2 separate regions of the Mus musculus genome follow, and region 2 is linked to region 1. Evidence: chromatin contacts called from public Hi-C data. All regions are on one chromosome and are shown on one strand. Each heading gives the region's core, a stretch centred on a gene start, on an enhancer-like site or on the middle of the called end of the contact. The rest is flanking DNA. Distances are from core to core; before and after follow the strand shown. Region 1 holds the start of St8sia2 (ST8 alpha-N-acetyl-neuraminide alpha-2,8-sialyltransferase 2). Region 2 overlaps Sv2b (synaptic vesicle glycoprotein 2 b).

The links. Hi-C and Micro-C count contacts between places; a contact is called where the count stands out from the background.
Region 2: a contact with region 1 is called in a Hi-C map of nephron progenitors, with 3 times the contacts expected there. The contact joins the enhancer-like site here to the promoter of St8sia2 in region 1. A contact is called at or near these places in 2 of 39 promoter capture datasets (the 3T3-L1 cell line and embryonic stem cells), 24 of 484 Hi-C or Micro-C datasets (B cells, CD4 T cells, CD8 T cells and 15 more), 7 of 115 datasets of contacts at active chromatin or transcription factors (astrocytes, bone marrow-derived dendritic cells, craniofacial prominence and 4 more) and 3 of 9 other capture datasets (adipose tissue, embryonic stem cells and liver).

What each region holds. Positions count from the first base shown.
Region 1 is chr7:74,011,630-74,018,039 of GRCm38.p6, forward strand. It overlaps St8sia2 (ST8 alpha-N-acetyl-neuraminide alpha-2,8-sialyltransferase 2), which reads right to left and starts at 2,053. Exons shown (of 6, transcript NM_009181.2): 1 at 1,768-2,053. The coding sequence starts at 1,865.
Region 2 is chr7:75,113,905-75,120,646 of GRCm38.p6, forward strand. Sv2b (synaptic vesicle glycoprotein 2 b) reads right to left here. Exons shown (of 13, transcript NM_153579.4): 12 at 6,021-6,180; 13 at 990-3,874. The coding sequence ends at 3,691. Among named protein-coding and RNA genes, the nearest start is that of 4930533N22Rik, 87 kb to the left of the region's middle. Within about 2 kb of position 4,272, at least 91 of the 459 cell types and tissues checked have an H3K27ac peak or open chromatin away from gene starts, as enhancers often do. A contact at or near this core is called in craniofacial prominence, nephron progenitors and pre-pro-B cells, where this site is marked.

The DNA.
Region 1 (6,410 bases), core at 803-3,302:
CACATAGAAGAGACTCAGTAAAAAGTTCAGCGAATTGATGAGCCGGGATGCCTGCTCCTGGAAGTGGGAGCATATGTATACACACACACACACACACACACACACACACACACACACACACACACACACACACACACCCCAGAAGAAGTAGGCATCTGAAGGTCTTTCCTTTTCCCATTGTCAAAGTCATCTAGTGACCCGGGAGCGCTTTAGTCCATATCTCAGAATGTGACTGCACCAATTTCTGTTCCGACCACACACCAGGAGAGAAGCTATGGGAAAGCAGTTCGTTTCTGTCTCTGCCGAGAAGCTGGCGGCACAGAGTGTATTAACTGAACATTAAGTGAAAGTTTTCGGAGTTCTTGGGGAAACCGAGGACGAGAGGAATGAAGCAGAGAGGGACTCTTGAAACATAGTGGAGTCCATAGAATGGTTTGTGGGGTTACAGAAAGGGACAGTGAGTGGGAGAGAGAAAGCAAAGGGTAGGAAGAGGCACCTGCTATTAGGTTAGGGTCCCTAGGGCCTCAGCATCTTGGATTCTGGACTCTCTCTGTTTTGGAGGGATCTGAAGGCAGGACCCATCCATTCTCTGTTCTTATATCCTTACGAACGAAGTTGGACAAAGGAGGGGCGCACGCAGCACAGGACGCTTGTTTGATTGAGCTTGGCTCCTCACTAATCCCACAGAGAATCAAATCCGCCTCCTGTGCTCTCAGGGACCTCACCCTTTTACTGAAGGCCACCTCAGAGCCTTGCTGCCTTCCTACATGTTCCACCACGGTTTGGAGGCTCCGGACATGGGTCGGGCTCCGCGTGCAGAAGACTGTAGGATCGGGAGCCAGCTTCAGCCCACGGGACACCCTGATTGATGAGCCCAGCTCAGTTAGACAGCTCATTCCAAGAAGTCCCGAACCAGGCACAGCTGGAGGTGTGGTCCCGCCTACCTCTGAAGAGATAGGGACAAGCTGAGATCGCGCGCTCCTGGGGACCCCGAAGCCCACCGGGCGGCGTTGGAGACTTTCCGACAACCTCCCCGGGTCTTGGCGCCGGCTGTGAGCGCTCAGCAACCTGGGGTTGCCTGGGGCCGTCGCAGGGTTGTCAGAGCACCCAAAGCCAGGGGAGAGCCCTGGTCTCCAGCACCGCGCGCCACACCTTTAGCGGTGCTACCCCCCACGCCCGGATCCTGGGCTGGCCGGCGGGAGGCGTGGGTGCGTACCGGTGTGTTCAGGGCACATTCCCCTTCCCAGGAGTCGGTACGGAGCCCTTCCCACTCATCTCCCGCCAGGGGATTCCCCTCCCCCAGCTCAGAGATCCCCCGCGCGCCCCCTGCCCACTTTGCCAAGGCGAGAAAACGGCCGAGCCGGAGACAAAGAAACTCCTGCCTGCCTCCACTCTCCGTCCTTCTACCCGCCCGAGACACTCCCCGGCGCCCTCCCTCGACCCCGGCGACACCGCGCGCGCACACGCCGGGGGAAGGGACTAGGGGACAGGGAGCAGGGTGGGTGAGTCCGCTTTCCCCACGCCGCGCGGCTACAGCTGCCCGTGCACCCCGCCCGGGGACGCCCCTCGGCAGCCGCGCCCCCATCATCCACTCCCTAAAGCGTCCCGGGCCCCTGACACTGCCACCCCCAGCCCAAACCGCCGGCACTATCCCTCCAGCTGAGCGACAGGGGGGCGCGGCGCACACAAAGCGGATGGGGAGTAAGGAGCCCAGGGGAAGAAGAGATCCCGCCGGGGATGGGGCACGGGCTCAGGGAGGCTATTTACCCGATTTCTTCTTCGATCTCTGAGATGTCTGCGAAGATGAGGAAGACCACGAGCAGCGTAAGCGCGGCCAGCATCCAGCTCCGGAACTGCAGCTGCATGGTGGGGTCGGTGCCCTCCGGGACCCGCGCGCGGGCCGGGGCGAGGAGCTGGGGCTGAAGGAGCCTCCGCGCTCCACGCGCAGCAGGGCACACACCCTGCGCTCCGGGCGAGTCCTGGCCGGCGGCGGCCAAGGCGACAGCAGCAGCAACAGACAAGGGTTGCTCTGGCGCGGCGAGCCCGCTCGCTCTCTCTCCGCTCCTGCCCGCCCCTCCCCTCCCCTCCCTCCTTCTCCCCCCCCCCTTTCCCCCCCGCCCCGCACTGGGCTCCAGGCGCAGTTTGACAGCTTTGCTCCGCGCCTTGCCTGGTCTCCTCCCACTAACTCTAGCGGCCACCCACCCGCCTTTGCTTTTCCTGCCCGAGAGGGCTCAGGGAGCTTGCCACTCCCGGCCTAGGAAGGCTGGGCTCCGGCCATCGAAAGCGACCCGGAGACTGAGCTGAGCCAGACAACTCGGAGCACCCGGGGCTGCTTGGCAAACGCCTAGCGTCGCTCGCTCTTTGTCCAGCGCCCTCGCTTCCTCTCAAAGTTTTCCCGACACAAAGACTAGCACCTTGGGGACGGTCTCCGGCGCGCTGCGAGGAGGCGGTATCCTCTGGGCTACGCTTCAGCAGTTGACGAATTGAAAGGGGAAGTGGAAGAGAGGAGGGGAGAAGAAATGGGCAAGAGGGGCCAACTTCACCAGCGATGTTCATGGCAATTGGTGGGCGAGGTGCTCAGCCTGCACAACACCACCTTCTCTATGGGCGGTCATCTCTGTCCATTTATAGACCCAAGCCCGGGAGCATGGAACTCTCGAGTTGTTTGAGGTCATGGCTAGAACCCAGGGATCCCCGTAGTACCTGCTCTACTTCCAAGAGCAGGCATAGTACCCACATTGTGGCTGGTACTGTACGTGCTTCATCCCCTTAGCTCGTGCTCTTTTCTGGTCTAATCAATAAACCCCTGGAGTCCTATCATGATCAAAAGGCCTTCTAGAAAAATACACTTCCCACAAAGGGAGATGCTCCTCCCCCCCACCCCATACCGAACGATTTCCCTGCTTCAGACCCTTTTAGCTCACTTTACCGTTACCTTTTGCCCTGCTGCGTCAAGAGGGAAGAACCCATTCATTAAGTTTTACTAGAACTAGATTACAACACACACACACACTGGATGTAACTTTTCAGAAGAAGCCAGATCGTCCTTTGGTTAGTGAAGGGTCCTAGAGGTTGCTTGTCAGAGGCGTTGAGAATGTCAATGCAGTGCCCTACTGTTTGGGAAGCACCTGTAGATAAACAGAGATGCCCAGTCGGTTGTCCTCCAGAACAACTCCAAGGAGGAGCTAGTAGTTCCCTTAGTGTAGTTCCCGTGTCTCTCCCAGGCCAAGGTGTGAAGGTCTAGGGAGCTCCCCACACTTCTTCATTGAGGAACAGGCTAAAGGGAGTGGTCTCTGCAGGAGGCCTGCTGGGTTTTGTTGCTGTTTTTATTTTTATTGTTGTTGTTGTTGGTGGTGGTACTGGTGGTAGTGGTGTGATTCAGGACAAGCTCTCACCTGCAGGGAGAGCCTCTATGCCCTGCCTGCTGACAGGATACGGAAACAGCGTGGTAAGGTGGGGGACAAGTTCTTCAGGGGTCTCCTCTGAGTGCCAGCAGCAGTTGTCTTTTTCCCAGAGGAGGGATGCGCCCCTTCCAGGGTGTTTCATTGCTTCCCCCCCCCCACCCTTGCACATCAGTTCCTTCCCTTTCAAGGAGTACCCAAGAGTAGCACACTTTCCCCCTTGGGGGTGACTTTCAGAGGCTGAGCACCTTGTTGAAAGTCACTCTTTCTTTTCAGTACAAGTAGGGAGATGTCTAAAGAGGGCATCTCAGAGCTGAGGAGGTGGCTCAGTCTGTCAAGGGCTTGGTGCACATGAAAGCATGAGGACTTGAGTTTGGAATTCTCGAACCAAGTTCAAAGCTGGGTAATGTGCATCTCTAACTGCAGTGCCCAAGGGCAGGGCAGAGACAGGCAGGTCCCTGGGGCTTGCTGGCCTGCCAGTATAGCTGAATTGGCAAGCTCCAGGTTCAGTGAGAGACTGTCTCAAAAAATAAGATGTAACATTGCTGAGGAAGGCAGCCAACATTAACCTCTGGGCTCTGTACACACATACCTGCATGTGTGTGTGCAATTATAATACATTGTACACACTCCACATGAACATGATCAACAACTGCAACAACCACACACACACACACACACACACACACACACACACACACACACACACACACACACTGAAGGGTCTCCAGCTGGCCAAACATAACAAATGTGGTTCTGGCAGGCCTTGATCTTTCCATCCCCTTTACCTTGCAAAAAACCTAAAACCAAACCAAACCAAACCAAACCAAAAACATCAGGTTACATTCTTAAAACTGACCACCAAGGTTTATTCCTTCCTCCTGAGGCTGACTACCAAGGTCTAGGTATTAAAAGCCCTCTTTTTAGCTGCCAGAATTAACATACCCAATCAAAATTAGACACCTCATCCTAACATGGGGTTTTCCCCTTTACCTTTATAAACCACCATTTGCTATGGGCCACGTCTGTCTCCTCTCTATCCAGAGGCTGGGACAAATAGCCCTTCCCCTTCTCCCTCATCTTCTATCTCCTGTCTTTATCTCTTATTCTGTGCCCTTTGTTCTTCTGGGACAAATAAATCTTTGTGCTGAGAATGTGGTCGTGCAGTGTGTTGTGCTGACACTAGCACACACCACACACACACATATACACCACACACCATATACACACACCACACATACACACACATACACACCACACACACATACACCACACATACACACCACACATATACACACCACACACTTGCCACATACACACATACCACACAAACCACACATACACACTATACACACACATACACACACACACACACATACCACACAAACCACACATACACACCACACACACATACACACCACACACACATACACACCACACACACATACACACCACACACACATACACACACACACACACATACCACACAAACCACACATACACACCACACACACATACACACCACACACACATACCACACACACCACACACCCACACCTTTCTATCAGTGTGACCGATTAGGTGGTCTAGTTCATCCTGTGCCCACATTTTCTAAGTGCCTTTCTCTCTGTCTGACTTGATGCATCATGTAGGAGGCGTTGTACTTGGTGAGATTTTGTTTTGCTTTTCTCCATTCACTTCATTCATTCAGCACTGTTTATTGAGCAGTTATCTTGTGCCAGGTTCCATGCTAGAGGCTAGAGATAACAAGAGCCAAGTCATTTCCTGCCCTCTAGTGGCCCTCTTTTCAGAAGGAAGGCAGACTTGCCAATGTCTGATTATGACAAAGGGCGTGAGCTACAGTGGAGCTGTGTCTCCTACTTATAACTGATTAATAGGACCACTCCAAGGAACAAGAGGAAACCACCCTGGCCTCTCTCTTCCCTGCTCTTTGCCTTTCTTCAGCTACACATTTTCACTTTCTACTGTTCGTGTGTGTAGAGTGTGAGCATGTGTGTGTGTGGGGGGGGGGAGGCACATGACAGTGTGTAGGTGCACATGTATGTTTTCATGTATATATGTGGAGGTTTGAGATTGATGTTGAGAGTCATCGTCAATTGATTCCAATTTATACAGTGAAGCAGGATCTCTCAGTCAAATCCCAAGCTTACCAATATAGTGAGTCTTGCTAGCTAGCTTGCCCTGAGAAGCCCTGACTGTACGTCCCAAGGCTGGAATTAGAGATGGGCTGCCATACTCACTGGCATTTATGTGGGTTTTTGAGAATCCCTAACCACTGATCCATTTCTGCAGCTCCTAACTACACTCCTTATTGTGACAGAATGTCACGAAGTAGTACCACGATGCTCAATTCATTGGGTCAGGCAAACCTTATTGCTTCAAACACTATTATAGTAGAGATTTTTCATTTTCTATTCTATGACCCATGTTCTTATTCCAGGCTCAGCGGTATCCTCCTTTTCACCCACTAGAAAGGAACCATTTGGAGTGGCCAGGGAGTCATAGGGACTTGCATCAAATACCATTCCTTATAGAGAAATTCATGTGCCCAGACCATTGGAGGAAGACTCCAGGGCACATGTCCCAAGAAATGGAACTAAATTAATGTTGTAGAGACCCTTCTTCTAATGACAGTCCTTGAGGTAGGGTTTAGCTTGGAGGTGGTAAGGGACCTTTTTGATCATTCACCATAGAGTATTGTTTAAAGCACTTAGGCTAGATTATTCTTGGGTCAATTCCTTAACAGTGACTTATGCATAACGATTACCCTTGTTGTCTCTATATCCTGAGTTTGTTCCTGGAATTTGGAATGAGGACGAAAGATCAAATTGGAAGCAAGTGTCAGTAGCTACCTTATTAGTTAGGGTTTCTACTGCTGTGATGCAACACCACGAACTGGAGGCAGGAGCTGATGCAGAGGCCACGGAGGGATGCTGCTTACTGGCTTGCTCCTCATGGCTTACTCAGCCTGCTTTCTTATAGAACCTA
Region 2 (6,742 bases), core at 3,022-5,521, 1.1 Mb after region 1:
TATAAGCAGGTTGTCTGTGCGTCTCCAAATATGATTTGAGTGACTAATACCAACCATGCAGTGTACACGTTTGCTGAAAATGCTAATTCTCATACCGGTCCCATACATACTAAATCAGAATCACTGGGGACGGGGCCAGGCAGTCCATTCAGAGCCATGTGGGTGTCTGTGGGGGTGCACAGGCACATGAGTGTCCACATGCACAGAGGACAACCTCTGCTGTCGCTCTCTAAGCACTGTTCCCCTCGTCCTTGAGGTGAGTCTCTTCATCACCAGAAACTTGACAACTAGACTAGCCTGGCTAACCATCAACACCAGGGATCTCCTGTCTCCATCTCCCAGTAGTGGGATTAGGAGAAGTAGGAGAAGGCCACTTCATCCAGCTTAGTTGGGTCCTGGGGATAGAACTCAGGGCCTCATGCTTGTCAAGTAAGCACCTCACTGAGATACTGCCCCAGACTCCATTCCAGGTGGTTCTAATGAACAAAAAAAAATCTTAGGAATGATTCGTTGGTCTATTTTCTTTCAGTACCAAGAACTCCACTTTGAAGAAATGATGGTTATGTATCCAGTAAATATATTTCCCAGCATGCTCTACAGCAAAGAAGAGCAAAGATATTCATGTTTATAACTGAAAGGGGCCTCTAATAGAGCAAATATGAAGAAGCCTGGTTCAACTAGGAGGGTTAGTCCACAAAAGGAGGCAGCATCATTCTAGACCTTATTATACAGTCCTAGCACATGGGTACCTGGGCCAAATGATTCAAAGTCTGCGTATGAAAGAAGAGAGTTAGAAGAAGGGATTCCAGCACATTAGGAATGCAGAAGAGACATGAGTGAGGTAACATGATCTCTAACCTCGGTTCCTAAAGATTCACTCGTGGTTATTTTCGTTCTTTTGTCATGAGCCAATACCCAGGGAACCCAAAGAGTGGATTATTATGTAATCTCAAGCTCACGTGCTACAAATTTCAGAGCCAGGACACCTCTTTCACTAATCAGTTTTAATAAAACAAAAGCTCAGAAACCAGCATCAGGAGATCCCACAACACAGTTGAGACTGCTGAAAGTATCGGCTCCCAAACAAGCCATCATAAAATACATAATGAACTGTGAACAGTCTGACTCAGTGAGGGAACGGCTCTCTTCTTTAGTCCTCTATAGATGCCATTGGGAGTCTCTCAGGGCAAAAAAAAAGAAAAGAAAAAATGGATGGCTAAGGATGTTGTACATTACACCCCAGTGACCTGACACGGGGACTATTTTTAAAGACACACTTATCTCATCAGGAGTGACAGCAAGTTATGAAGCAGCCAAGTACCATGGCCAGATAACCCTTCATGAGAGAGGCTGCAGACCATGGCTGCATCCTTCTCACATCCCGTGTGATGGATGGACGGGAATTGCCCTTGGTTGGTTAGGCAAACAGGTTAAGGAGCCATAAATGTAATGTAGAAGACAGAGCTTAGAAACCAAGAACAGTTAGCCTAAAATAACTGCAGCCACTCCTGTGCTTTAAAAATTAGTCAGATTTAAAGTTTACAAGATATATCTGACTGTAAATGTGGATTCTAACTGTCTCGTACATTTCTTGAGTGGTAGCTGAGCACTGAGGTCTATTATCCCATTAAAGAACACTGTTATGAGGGATACATAACCACAGATTTATACAATTCTCTCATGATCCTAAGCAATGCATTCCATATCACAAGAAAATGGAAAAGGACATCACAGCTATATTACAGAAAGTTTCTCGTTATCAACAGAGCGTTATCAGTTAATTCCTATAAAACACCGAGAGAAGCATTAATACATTCTGTATATTTATATATATTTATATTTGGAGTAATGGGGGTTATCACATCAGACCTGATGCATCTTCCTTCCCTGGACAGAAAGTAATGGTGGTGTAAATAAAGAGGTGGGGACCAGAGAAGCAGAGTAAACATGTTAGCCACACTTGAAAATGGGAAGTTCTCAAAGATTTCACTCTTTCCCACTGCCAACTTATATTCCAGAGGACTAGGCAAAGATGGCTTGAACTGGCCTGGCATCTAAGTATTTCCACAGAACTGAGAAAACACTCAATGTAGTCATTAGTTTGGTTTAGATTTGGGAAGATTTCTAATAGGTAGAGATTAGCACATCACAGCTTGTGTGTGTGCTGCAAATAACGTGAGCAAACTAGTTCTTACAGTCAGTCAGTCAGTCGTTCTGCTGGCCCAGGTAAGAGCAGCTCAGGTGGCAGGAACTCCTAGCTCTGTCTCTACCATTGCAGAGGGTACTGATGAACAAAAGCCACTCCCTCAGCCTAGCCTCCAGACTGCTGGCACCTGCCAGAGCAGCCCTGACCCCCTCTCCCCTTTCCACATTCAAGTTCCAACCTGGATCTCAGAAAAAGCTTCCTTGGAGCAATGAAGAAACGAATGTATCTCATGCCTTTTATTTCCTAATGTGCATGCTAATGGCCTGTTTCGAACGCCCCGAGCCAACACACAGAGCATAAATTTCTCATAGGTCCTAAACACTATAATAAATGTACATTGTGTTTTTCTTTGAAATCAAACAGGAAGAACTCACATTTTGAAGAACTGTGGTTACCTTTCCCCATCCTTAGTCAGTTATCTGTGAGGGGGTTCTCTCTAAAGAAAAGGAGTGCAAGCAGCCAATAATAAAAATAAAAACATTTTCATTTCATTTCTTCCTGTTCTCTCTGGGTAAACAGCATCAAACAACCTATGGTCCTGAGTTTCACAAATGAGCAACACAGGAGAGAGAAGTACCTGCCCTACCAATTTGAAGAAAAGTTCCCAGGTAAAGGAAATGGCACGTGGCTTGCCAAGTACATCCTCCGGACAGCAAGCAAGATGCTACCCATTCGCACCAAGTTTCCTGCGACCTTGAATGGAGAGTCCTCCCCAAATATGGCTAAAATGTTGGCAACCTTAGCAGCCACCATTTGTGGGAATAAAACCTCAAAACTCTTATATACAAACTTAGTTTACATAATACCCATCCTCACGTTGCTCTGACAAGAGCAAAACCATAATAAATATAGTTCTTAGTGTATCACCTCTTCGTTATGCAAAGTTCAGGATGCTTGGGAAGAAAAGTCCGTCTATATACATTTTGCTTAAAGGTTGGGTTTTTCTATATCAGAGTATCCTCAAGGCTACTGTGCCAGTTTTCAAAAGGAAAATATGATAGGTGATACTTTCAAATGCAAATACGTAGTCTGCTCTCTGAGCCCAGTATGTGTTGACCCCACTCCCCACTATGACAATCTGCTAGGTCACTGGGCTCCCAGAAGCTGCATGGAGGAGCTTAAGTGGTTCTAGTCCTCAACTTCAGTCCGAAATGCAAATAGTTTTTTGCACCTCATTTAGAGGAGCATATACTCCTTGCTTACTGTGTGTGTTTACTGGAGTGTCCTCTCCCTGCCTGGGATGAAGAGACCTGAAGCTAAGCACACAGCTCTGGGATCCCAAGGATGGTTCTGGGCACCCCTAGTCAATCACCTGAGTTAAAAATGTATTAACAACTGCAGTGGGTCCTAAACTAGGGATCACAAAGTCCATTTCTCCTTCCGTGCTGTCCGCGGTATCCTGTAGACAGTGAGAGGCAGGAGGCGTGGCTGTGCTGGAGTGTCCTGAAAAAGATCTTCCCATCTGTCTTTTCCCGGTGGGTTGGTCACATCAGGACTTGCTCTCGAGTCTCTGGCAATCGAAGGGCAATCAGGCCACCTCCAACCAGAGAAGCAGCAGCCAGAAGGATGGGGACCACTTTGGTTATCCCAACAAAAGAAGCAAAGATAGTGTTTCCCAGGATGGCCCCAAACTTGCACAGTCCGTTGAGGATGCCGAAGGCCGTGGCCCTGCAAAAGAAGAGGACAGGAGAGGATTCTGAAATTCTGGGCTTCGCTAGGTGAACGGCTGTATGTTCTTTCCTTGTTGTAAGAGGAGGAGGTGTGGGACTCAATTTCTTATCTAAATATAAAAACAGCGATTTCATTTTAGCCAACACTGGAAATACTCAATGAAATTAAGATGTAGGGATACCTGGACTAATAGCTGCTATTAACATTCTGAATTGCCTTCAAGCCTCTTTCCTTATCTTCCCAAGCATATCTCTAATTAAAATAGTTACAAGTAGTACTTGCTTACAGAAAAATATCAAAAAAATAAAGCTGCATACGAAATAAAGTGTGAGCACACTCTCTTGTGGCAAAGACTGCTAACTCACTCTGCAATTTAGGTCCCCAACTGTAAGACTACATTTCCCAGAGTCCCTTGCTGCTGGCTGTGTGAGCGTGACTTAGTTTCAGCCAATGAGACAGAGTGCACATGAAAAATTTCCTGAGAGAGGTTGTGAGCGAATTTCTACTCTCTCTTCCTTTATTTTTTGTCCTTTGTCTTACTTCCTGCAACAGAGATGGACCGTGGTGGAATCCAGGCAAGGGAGACTAGAAGCATAGAAGCCTGAGCCTTCTGCTCAGGCTGCTGATGAAGAGTCCTTGCAATGCCAAACCTCCCATGCTTGTTTGGAATTTCTGCCATCCATGGCAGAACCCAGTACTAATTATTATCCCTAAATTACACTCCAGTGATAAACTTCATGAACGACACAGCCTATCCTGACCACGACTGTATAGAGCATCATTTTTCACTCTATAAGAGTCAAAGGATCCTTTCACAGGGCTCACCTAAGATCGTCAGAAAACACAGATATTTACATTATGGTTCATAACAGTGGCAAAATTACAGTTAGGGATTAACAATGAAAGTAATTTTATGTCACCACAACATGAGGAGCTATATTAAAGGGTCGCACCATTAGGAAGGTTGAGAACCACTGGGACAGTATTCTCAAGATGGTCATTCCTGTGCTGCAATTAAACTACTTCTTCATTATATCAAAAGTTTAAAATATTGGCATATATTTATGGTTAGAGGTTGGGCTCTATTATCTATACCTGAGCAGCATGGTGGGTTTATAAGCTCCAGCCCCAACCCTAGCGAGTATGTTTGCTTTATTTTCTATCTCTATATGCCTGCTTTTCTAAGTAAAATTTAAAATGATTTTTTTCAGCTTTCCAGGGGAGGGGGAAAGTCTCACTGAATTTTGAATGGACTATTGTAATTGGAGAAGAATTAAAGGAAACTTGATATTTTTATAAGAGTAAATTATCTCAAGACAGTGAAGCATGTCTTGGTTTCTGTTTTATGTCTTCTTTTATATTGTAGCAGAGGTTTACAGTTTTATTCATATTTCAGGATGTTTTTTGTTTGTTTGTTTTCTATGTGTCTCTTCATTTCACTTTCCTAAATTTCCTACCTGTAAAACCATAGCCCACTCAACAATGACCACTATCCTGTCCCTTACTATTAATAAAATTTAGCATTCTTTGACTCAGGAAACATGGTATGCTAGCCAGCCAAAGCCCAGAAGCTCTGTTGTTGACTTTAGGAATACCACTAAAATACTTTTCAGAACTAAGCTCACCCATCCTCCATACTATGCCCATCCTTGTGAGCATTTATCCACTGTACGTATAGTTCAAGATCCCCTTCAAGTAGAGAAACACCTACTGGGTAATGAACTTGACCTTCTGCTTTTAAACAAAGAGTAAACCCTGGCAGCCCTGGACCACTCTGCCTCCATCCACCTTCTCTTCCTTCTTGTTGAGCCCCACGCCATCCATATTGTCCCAAGTCTTCATGTTTTCTCCTTAGTTCCCATTGGCAGGCCTGAGCTTAGCTCCAATGAGGATCGAATGATACAGAAGGCTTTAGTCACTCTTACCCCTCCACTGAGACAGCTTACGTTTGTCCTCTGGTTCTTGTCACTCACTCAACTCTATCAAACCCTAGCCTACCCAGGCCCAGACCACTGACATCATCTTGGAGAGAAAGTCAATTGCCCGGGAGACGTTTGGAACATGGACTTCAAGAAGACCAAGGCCATGCATGGTCCAAGATTCAGCTTCTGAGCAGAGTAACTTAAGTTAGGTCAGAACTGACCTCTGGTTGGTGGGATACAGCTCAACTGTGATCACATCCAGAGCATTCCAGGCTGCAATGCTGGTCCCACAGAACAGGCATTGCCAGCCGATCATCGCAGACTCGCTGTTGCCAAAAAACAGGAAGAAGCAGCAGACTGCAGAGATGAGCATGGAGCCGCCTATGGAGACAAGACGAAGGTGGAAAGAAGTGTGAGGCCTGTGGTGTCCCAGAGTCTGCTCCCCAGAGGATTTGCCCACACCCCCAATCTCACAGGCTCAGGTGAAGTAACATGTCACTTGAGTAACTAGGTCCAACTTCCACTTGGGAAGAGCACAAATGGAACAAATAAACTCACACATATTTTAAATTCAAGTATATACGATGGAAAAGTAAATATTGACATGTACACATGGAAAGAGTGGATATACATTTATATACAACTCAAAAGTTAAGATATTAAGAGTCAACTGCTTTTTTAAAGAAATGTAAAAATAAAATTAAGAATCAGAGCTCACATAGCTTACGTTCCAATGTGAATACATTTCAGGTCAGCTACAAAGGGAAAATTCCAGAAGTGCTGTTCCGCTTCTCCACCTATGACCTGTTCTGGTTTGAATTTTAAAAGCCCCCCAAAAAGCATATATGTTGGATGAAGCGTTGTCCCCAAGGCAGCCACACTCAGAAGTAGAGCCTCTGGGGACCTCTGGGCTCATTAATGGATTAATCATGTATGGATTCAT